Linked DNA regions of Rattus norvegicus: region 1 is linked to region 2. A link is a contact called in public Hi-C data. All regions are on one chromosome and are shown on one strand. The core of a region is the stretch at or near the end of the contact, and the rest is flanking DNA. Distances in the headings are between cores, read along the strand shown.

Evidence for each region. Hi-C and Micro-C count contacts between places; a contact is called where the count stands out from the background.
Region 1: a Hi-C map of frontal cortex shows a contact between it and region 2, with 2.5 times the contacts expected there. The contact joins the promoter of Vsnl1 here to the enhancer-like site in region 2. A contact is called at or near these places in 4 of 12 Hi-C or Micro-C datasets (frontal cortex, kidney, liver and 1 more).

What each region holds. Positions count from the first base shown.
Region 1 is chr6:39,875,315-39,880,153 of GRCr8, reverse strand. It overlaps Vsnl1 (visinin-like 1), which reads left to right and starts at 1,598. Exons shown (of 4, transcript NM_012686.2): 1 at 1,598-1,823.
Region 2 is chr6:39,778,759-39,783,967 of GRCr8, reverse strand. The region is part of intron 2 of Vsnl1 (visinin-like 1); the gene reads left to right. Among named protein-coding and RNA genes, the nearest start is that of Smc6, 84 kb to the right of the region's middle. Within about 2 kb of position 2,912, at least 23 of the 93 cell types and tissues checked have an H3K27ac peak or open chromatin away from gene starts, as enhancers often do.

The sequences.
Region 1 (4,839 bases), core at 349-2,848, 98 kb before region 2:
AGCCCGCGGGGATGCCCTACTGCGCAGTGCGCACTGCGGCCTGGGAGCGCAGGGCGGGCGCCTCGGGATTCACTCCGTGCTCGGCTCTGCAGCGTGCCTTGTCCTAGCCCCCTGGTTTTCACTGTCACCCACACGTGGCGGAAGAGCTCTACAGGGAGGGGATGGCCACTACCTCTGTTCTGGGATTCCTGAAGGTGCGCTGTCTTTGGCACCTTTCTGAGGAGTCTGGCCTGGAAAGAGCGTTCATTCCTGAGCTGGATGAGATTAGCTTTGAACCTGCTTAGTGCCATGGCCTGAGACCCTCTCCCAGTTTCTCTGGCCAGCCTTAGTAACTTCAAATGCATTCCAAGTCGCTCTCCCAATTTGGAGACTGCTGCCGCCTGGCAACCGTTTTAAAGCTGGTTGACCACCAGGGGCGCTCTAGGAATTGCAGTTTCTCTGAATGTACCAAGGTGTGTAAAGACCGTGGGCAAACGCAGAGCACCGGGATAAAGGAAAACACTGGTTTTCATTAGGTTCCCAGACCCTCCTTTCCTTGAAAATGAAGTTCCCACAAGAATGAAACTCTAGACAGATTGTCATAAACGCCATCAACCCTGTAAACACAGGGCAGTGCCTGCTAGTGGGTACTCCAAAGAAAAATCAGAGAATGAGGGAAACAGTAAATTGGAGAACCCCATCAGCTGGGAGTATTTGAGAATTCGTCCTTGCTTTCCAGGTAGAGAAGCCACCAGCATTTACTAGGCACTACTCTTTGCCAAGTTTTCTAGGCTTTGGCAGGCCAATGGGCAGCGGGGTAGAGCTGGCAGAGGACAGCCATTTAGGAAGGACCTTAGGGATGATGAGGAAGGTGAAACCCCAAACCTTCAACCTGAATCTGAAGGGTTATTGGCTACTTTCTCTCCACACCTAATCCTTGCCCGAAGCAAAGAATATTCAGTATGTAACTGCTTTGTGTATAAAAGATGGCACTTTTCATCATTCGTGGATAGTCACCAAGGTTCAGAAGCCTCAAGACCAGCTCTCTAACACCCATTGCTTCTACATGGCCCAGCCACCAGACACTTGGCTCCCATTCTCCAGTAATTCTCTCAGTGGCGCAAGGGCAGGTGCTTAGGGCTCGCCTGGCAGCCTTCTCCAGCGATTTCTGCAGTTCTCTTCATCCTACAGTCTGACAAGAGGTGGTCAAAGGCTGGGCTAAAACTGAGTGCAGAGAGGAAAACAAGCCCACGTGTTCTTGTCTCCTCTGGCATAGCTTTCAGTCACTTGGCCCCAGAATTTCAGGGAGTGGTGAATGAACACCATCTGCCCTACCTCGTTCCCATCCTGGTACAGGGATAGAGTTAGCCGGGCTCCTTTTCCCGATCTCCTTTTGAGTGTCTGCTAAAATCCGGAGCCTAGGAATCTGCAAAAACTCCGAGCCCTGCATCTGAGCATGCGCCATCGCCAAGCGGCTTTTGGTCACAACTCTCCAGGCTGGGCTGCGGAGCGGCAGGAGGAGGGTGGAGGGAGAAACGAGGGGGCGGGGGGAGTAGAGAGGTGGAGGCTCGCGCGCTTGCGCACGCAGCTCCAGGGACCCTAGGTTTTCTATGGGATTCCCAATCTGCAGCAGAGATTCACCCGAGCGTGTTGCAGCGGCCACTGGGCTTGCAAGGCGCAATCCAAGAGGGATTTAAGCAGCCCGGAGCTCCCAGAAAAGAAGCGAGAGAGAACCACTCACAGAGACGGTTTAGCCGTTAGTCTGAATTAAATATATATATTTTTTTGAAAGAACTGTTTAGTTTTATCATTTTCCTTAAGTGACGGTGCACAGCGCTATAACTGTAAGTGGAAAATATAATCTTCGTTGCATTTTTTGCATGTGTAGCGCAGCCGATTGTCAAGAGATGCTTGGGCTATTGTCACATATTTTGCTTTGCATAGATGTTACTAAATGCATGGTGACAGTTGCCTTGGTTAACGTTAGTGGGTCGGAATGTGCTGCTGGTTCATAGGGGACCTTTTGGAATAATGCGGTGGGGGAAGGAGTGTTTATATGCGGCGTGTTCAGGGGACTTCGGCTAGATTAAAGACAGGTGAGACTAGGAGCTTTTTCAGTATAAGACTACAAATAGGTAGGTTTCCTTAGACGGACTTAAGTAGCTAATTATACGACTGTGAAGTTTCCCAGTTGCTGATAAAACTATTGAGCGGTTGCAGTTAAGTACCAACCTGTCTATACGTGGGATTGGTGCACCATTTTTTTTTCACGGTGGAGAAGCACAAAAGGTGTTTGCTAAGTAAAACTGAGTGGACGAGGCTGGTGTGGGATTGGTTGCTATGCAGGATGCTAGTGTTTAAAACCCAAGGAGTTAGGCACACAAGTATATTGCTTAGTACTTGGAAAAATGCTATTTTCTTTTTCTTTTCCCTATTCGTCGCAATGATGAATTGTTAAGAAAAGCAAAGCTCTGTTCTACAGCATCTTTGATTTTGAGCAGAGTCGAGAGTGGCTGTATGAAGACCTAACTAGCTAGCTACCTGACTCTGCATTCCGCATTCGCCTTCCGGAATGCAGGGCTGGGAACTGCACCCCTTGGCATGTTGCATTTGCAAATGTTGCTTTAAAGGAGAAAAGGTCGTTCTGTGTTTTTAACTTAAATTGGGTTGTTCCTGCCTCGGAAAGTGGAAGAGGGGTCTTCACAAGGTCAAACCCTGTTTGAGGGAAAAACAGATTACCAAAATATACCCTCCAAGGTGTGAGAATGTGTAAGGGCAGGGGGTAGAGATGCAGGGATGTTTCTCACAGGCAGGAAGAGGGAGAGAGCTCATCTCTGCGCGAATGTACTCAGTGAAATGCCAGAGTGGGAATCCATTTTTCCAGAGTTGCCCTCCTGTCCATATTTTGGAGACTAAACTGAGATGGAATTGCTGGTGGGTGTGGAAGGCACAAAGTACACACTGTCTGAGAGCCACATCCCACTTGAAGGCATGAGAAGCCAGGGAGTTTTATATCCACATATTTTTCCCCTTAGTTTAAAAGAATTTTAGGCTGAGACAAATTTAAAATGAAACTTGTGCAAACTCATTTTAGCCCATTATCATTTAAAGTGTCTCCATCTGCGTGTGTCATGGGGGTGGGGTCTGCATCATTGTAGACCGTACTCACCAGTGTCCTCTCACCAAGATCGGGGAGCTAAACAACCCCCAGAAAATGCTGCATTGAAGCAGACTGGCAGAATGGTATGAGGCAGACAAGAGAAGAGGGGCTGCTGTGTACTGGATTTCCACAGAAAAGTCAATCTGATCTCTGGGATGAAAATAAATGAATGTAAGAAATAAAAGAAACAAAAGAGAGGAACATTTTGCTCATCTTTCGATGGTTTGATCAGTCCAGCCATTTTTCAGCCCCTCAAAGGAATATGCGATTTACTTCAATGCATAAAATTTGGGCTAGAAAATTCGAGAATAGCCTCTCCCTGGAAATCCAAAGTAGACATCACACAGCCTCTCTCCTCTTCCTTACTCCAGGGCAGAAAGACCAATCGTGGTCACATTTGAGCCATACTTATTGCCATCCCTGAGTTGGCATTGGTTCAGTGACCTCTGTGTGTGTGTGTGTGTGTGTGTGTGTGTGTGTGTGTGTGTGTGTGTGTGTTGCTCTGCATGGGTAAATAGATGGCAGAGGAAATGGGAGAGTCACGTATTAAACATCGCTGATGCTGTGCCTCAGATTCTCTGGCTCCTAGGTTGACAGGTATAGAAGCTAAAATCAGCCAGAGCCCTTTATAGAATAGTCCATCTATTCTAAAGCTCTTGTTTTACAGATTTGGAAATGAGGCCCACAGCCATGCAACTAGATGAGACCAATTAACTTCCGGCCTATGGGACAATTAAAAAAGTCATGTTGAGTGCAAACATTCTCTTCTCCTCTGCAGTGTTCAGCATTCTCAGCGATACTGCTGTGGTCTTCAGATGTATGTGCCGTGCTCATTTCATTTGGCATGAGATGGTCTTGCTGGGTGAGGAGGGGCTTTTACGCTCTCCATTGCCCCTCACCTCTAAGAAACCCGCCTCATTGCGTTATGTTTGTTTTCCCTTTTGACTTTTAGTCTACTCTCCCTGGCACTCTGTGCATCTCAATTTATTTAAGACCTTTAGTGTTTCTGGGAGGCATCAGCAAACCAGAGGCAAGGGTAGATCCTGTATGAGACCTGCCTGGGGTAGATCCATTTCTCCTGGCTCCACTCCCAGAATCCCTCAGTGGCTCCAGGCTACAGAGATACTGCAGGTGCCATCCCCACCCCTCTGCCAGTCTAGCCTCCTCCCAAGCTGCTGCAGCTGCAGGAATGGGAATGTTGTGGAGCAGAGGAGCTGCAGGATAAACATACAGTGGACTCTGCCAACTCCCCGGGCTCCTGGAAGGCAGGAGCCAAGTCAGAGATGTGCATCTCCAGGCTGTGTGGAAATCCTCCAGGGGAAGTCACCTGCTGTGGGGTGGGTCAGAAAGGCTATGGAGAGAATGCTTGGTGGGGTTAGAGAGAAGGGTAATGAGGCCCCGTGACCCCTTTGGAGCTTTCGAGTATGCATGCATGCATATGCACACAGCTTTTCTTTGGGGTGGTATGCTCTTCCCTCTACGCAGCTTCCTTCACTCGTTAACTGAACAAGAGCCATAGTACATATATAGCCCGCTTCATCCCTCCCCACCCTCCGAATTCTCTCATCGTTTCCTTATCCTTTGCTCCACCCTTCCCCCAATTTTCTCATTTTTCCCCCTTTTCATCCATAAAAATATTTCTAGAGTGCCTACACACAGTTCCATGCCTTTAAGAGATAATCTTGGCCCTCCTGTTCTTT
Region 2 (5,209 bases), core at 1,663-4,162:
ATTTAAAACCAATGGTATGTGGTGATGGAGAGACAGCTCAGTGGTTAACAGCACTGTCTGCCTTTCTACAGGTCCTGAGTTCAATTCCCAGAATCCACATGGTGGCTCACGACCATCTATACTGGCATCTGATGCCCTCTTCTGGGATGTAGATGTACATGCAGATAGAGCATGCATGTACATAAATAAATTAATTAACTTTAAAAAACAATGATATGAAGACTTAAACAACGTAGCAGGAAGTGAAAACATGCATTTAAAAGCATAACTATACTTCACACATGTGGGCAGATTGCTTTGAGCTGGCACTGAGTTGTGCATCCACACACACATGAGAAGAATGTGTGCATGGTGTGGCTTTTGTTGCTCTTAGTATGATTCACTTCTCAGTCCCTGAGGCCTGAAACATTACCAGTGTTCAATACATAATTACCAAGTCAATGGGCAAGTATTAGAAAATATTCACTGTGAACGGTGGATGCCCGTCAGTGGTAGGGCCTTGGATAATTATCCCTCTGTCACTGTGGTTCGGATTTTGTGTTCATAAATGTGTTTTGTCTTTATAGTCAGGAGAAAATACTAGCTGCACTGAAGAGCTTATGTGTGTTTTTAAAAGCATATGCCACACATGTCCTTCAGCAAACCATCCTTCAGAAAGAACTATGAACGGAAATGTTGAAATTGGCCTTAAAAGTACCCTCTTGGTTTAATTTAATAGTGAGACTAAGAAAAGAACTGTCTGTCTGCAGCAGAGCTGGGGAAAAGGCCACCTTCAGCTATTGAATCAGTCAGGAAATGTTAATTCAGGACTCTGTGCTCTAAAGCACTGATGATCTATAAGTAAGTCAGGCCGAGCATTCTCTGAAGGGCATTATAGCAGAGCTGTGGGGGTGGTACATTACCATGGTAGATTCAGGATGCCGTCATCCATCAGAGAGGACATCACTGGTTCAGCAGAGGGTGGATTGCTACAGGGTTAAGACTGAAAGGAAAACCTCTGGGAAGAAGCTCTGAAGTTTCCTTTGAGGAGAGATACAAAGGACCAGTGGGAACCATCAAGGAGTGTGGATGGTAAGGTACCCAGCAGGAAGAGTGTGGGCAGAACCCAGGACTCCTTATAATCAATATAGGATTGAAATACCTGAGACTGGATACTCGACGAAACTGGGAAAGTTCTCAAGGCCCAAGCTCAGAAGACTCATTGCTGTTCACTTGCCTTTCTTCATAGAATTCTTCTGACCTGCATCTCACTAAGAGTCCAGCTTCAAGAAGGCCTTACTGTATATTAGCACAAAAACAGTGCTGCCCCCAAGTGGTGGGCTTGGGCTGACTGCTGGATCTAAATAAAAGAAAGCCCACTCAGACTCCAGCCTAGCTCTACAACACACACACACACACACACACACACACACACACACACACACACACTCACACTCACATACAGGCAGGTATGTGCACAAACACACACACCCCTCTGGGCACACTACTTTTGCCATGAAGGCATCCTTCCACATATTTCAGATAACTCCACTGCTTAAAAAGCTTTTTGGACTAGCACTCCAGTTACTACAGTCACAGGGCTTGACCCAGGTAGGTTCCTGAGGAGGCATCTGGGCTGCAGGGTAGGAATGTATAGTCCTTGTCTTAGTCAGGGTCTCTATTCCTGCACAAACATCACGGCCAAGAAGCAAGTTGGGGAGGAAAGGGTTTATTCAGCTTACACTTCCACATTGCTGTTCATCACTAAAGGAAGTCAGGACTGGAACTCAAGCAGGACAGGAAGCAGGAGCTGATGCAGAGGCCATGGAGGGATGTGTCTTACTGGCTTGCTTCACCTGACTTGCTCAGCTTGCTTTCTTATAAAACCCAAGACCACCAGTCCAGGGATGGCACCACCACAATGGGCTGGGTCCTCCCCACTTGATCTCTAGTTGAGAAAACACCTTGCACCTGGATCTCATGAAGGCATTTCCACAACTGAGGCTCCTTTCTCTGTGATAACTGCAGCTTGTGTCAAGTTGACACATAAAACCAGCCAGTACAATCCTCAAAAGAAATGATCAAAGTTGGCAGAGTCTAAGCTCTGGTGTTGAACCAGAAGTGTCAGAGGTCTTCTGGGAATGACACACCCAGCATTCCCTCCCAAAGAAAGCCCTGGACAGCAGGGCAGCCAAAAGCAGGACTGGTAACAGGTTACAGGCAAATGGAAATCTGTAAATACCAGTGATGGGACTCTGTTTGATGAAATCTGGGTTTGGATCCCTGCCCTACACGATCGCAGAACTTGAGGTCAGAAATCTCTTCATTCATGTGCTACCAGGGAGCTCTGCAGTTGGCCTTTGGGCACTTGCATCTCAGCTCTGCCATTTACTGTGTGACCTTAGGAAGTAACATTGCCTCTCTGTGCTGTTTCCTCATCTACAAGCTTGACCTTTTAAGTCTGTTGTGGGATCTAAAATAAACAGACCAAAAGAGTTAAAATGACATGTGTCAATAAATGTGAAGTCAATTGTGTCCTTTCTAGCCAATTATGTCCACATCTAGTCTTCAGAGACATTACAAATTATGAGATAGATTCTACAACCAGTATCCACATGACAACAGCAGGAGGACTGGGAATAGGTCGCTTTTTTTAGCATCTTCTTTGCGCTTGGCATCTTACAAATGCTTTACATAAGCTATTGCATCAACTCTCCCAGCTACCCTTAGGGAACAGACATCTTTACACCCCAAAACTGAGGCTCAGAAACACAGAGCTCTGCTCATAGTCACACTTCAGAAATGCAGCCCAGGGTTTGACATGACCCCTATAGCTCACCCATTGCTCTAAGACAACACAGCCCCTGGGGGTGGGGGGGGAGGTCCTGATGCTTCTTGGAGCAAGGGAAAATATTGATGTATCTCTAGGGAGCAGGAGTTAGGATTTGCTGAAGTAACAAACATTTCGGGAATGTTACATAAAGCCAGGGTAATTTCTGCAGTGTCTCTGATGCACAGTAACTGGAAAAGAGGAAACAGGAAGCAATTTTTTAGGGAAAAGGAAGGTGTTACTCTGGTACAAAAGCTTCACATGATTTCTGTTAGCATTCCCACTTGGAATGTGGCTAGGCGGAGCTGAGTTCAGTGATTTCAAACACCCTCTCACCCCCATCCCCACCCAAAAAGAACATCTCATTAACAGCTTTCGTGTTGATTCAGTGTTGACATGATACTGGTGTGGTGGGTTTTGAATGGGACAGGTTAAATCAACTACATTTTTTAAACTGTATTCCCTTGTACTTTTCCAGAGCTACTCATGGTCTGCCCTGTATTTGGAGAGTGCTTGGGAAGTTAGAAAATATTTTCCTTCCTTTCGGGATCAATGGCTGTAAAGCTTCACCTGGAAGGGAGGAGCCCCTCGGGCATTCTGCTCCAGTTCTTGGTCTGTAGGCAGAGAAACTGAGGCATCAAGTGAAGAAATGATTCCAGTGCTTTAGGTGGCATCCCCACTCTGCTCCTGACACCACCCTTTGGTTTACCGGAGTCCCACTCTCAAGTACCACTGGCCCTGCCCTCCCCTGAGGGAAAACCTGGAGATCTCTCCTAGGAGAGGTATCTTTATTCATGAGCCTGCTGGAGGGAGCCCTGGGAGGCTGTGGGAGGCAGCTCTCTGCTTTCCCTGAAGACTCAGAGATAAATATGGAACTGTGAGAGGAGAGCTTCCCTGCTGGGAGTCAGGATATCCAACAATAAACAAGGACGGGTGGCAGGGAGACTCCTCAGGCCTAGCTCAGCCCCCCAGCATCAGTCTCCAGCCTGTTGCCCTCCAAGCAGGCTTGGCTGAGTCACTGGACAGCTATAGGCTGGGCTCCAGTTCCAACACTGCCTGCTCTGTCTGCACAATAAGGTGCTTGCCAGCCTCAGCCACATTCATCGTCTGCCCCTTCCAGGATGCCTCGCTGACTGTCCAGTGTGTCTAAGTTTCCTGCTTCAGACCCTGAAGACCCCAGAGAAGTCATCAGACCCCAGTTGCATCAGTGGAGGCAGCTCCTGTGATGTCATCAATATGCAGAACCCAGATCCCTTCCAAACTGGTCCCAGTGAGAATTTTCATTTTCCCCTAAGAGATGAACTTGTTCGGGGTGGTTTAAGAAGCCCAGATCTGCTCAGGCCGGTTAGAGCCCATCACGGTGTGTTTATACTGTACCCACTGCAACAGGTGTCGCGTGCCATCCAAACTAACCACAGGCAGAAACCTCTGTTGTGTCCTTCAATTGATGCACTACTTCCTTAGGTGTGGCCCACATAATACTCCCTAAGAACACATACACATATTTATACAAACATATACACACATTCAATATAGGCACATAAATGCAGACACAATCTTAAATAATAAAGACATTCATATAAACACATACTTGCACATACAACATTTTCACACAATAAACATATATATGCACTCATGCACATTCACAGGAAACATACATGCACTCATAATACACATACACATATGCATGCACATACACAAATACATATAAATATACATACAAGCATGTGAATGCACGCATGTGCACACACACACACGCACACACACACACATACCTGGACCTTCTTGAACAAGTAAGTCAAGAGCCCTGGGTTTTTTCCAGAGGCCACAGGCACTAAATCATGTCTGAGCATTTTGACTACTCAGAGATTTCTAAGCATTACTAAGCCCCAGGGTATCTCCTTGCTGCCTAGGTCTCACTACAATGGATGCAGATGGCCCATAATGATAGAATGGAGAATCTGCACTTTTTCACATCTGTGTTTCCATTTTAGTTTGATGAGAGGTGTGAAATGTCTAGCCCTAGGTCCAAATTGCCTGAGTTCAAGATCCTGCCACTAACTAATATCCTAATGCAGTGGTTCTCAACCTTCCTAATGCTGTGACCCTTTAATACAGTTCCTCATATTATGGTGATACCCCAACCATAAGGTTATTTCATTGTTACTTCATAACTAATTTTGCTACTGTTATGAATCCAAATGTAAATATTTGATATTTCTGATGGTCTTAGATGACATCTATACTGATGGTCATTCTATACTCAAAGGGGTCATGACCCACTGGCTTAGTACCTCTCTTTACTTACCTGTGTAATAGGATAGCAATGGTACCTAGATCACTGGGTTGACAGAGGATCACATGCATAAGTAAGTGTTGGAAACATGCCTGGCATATAGT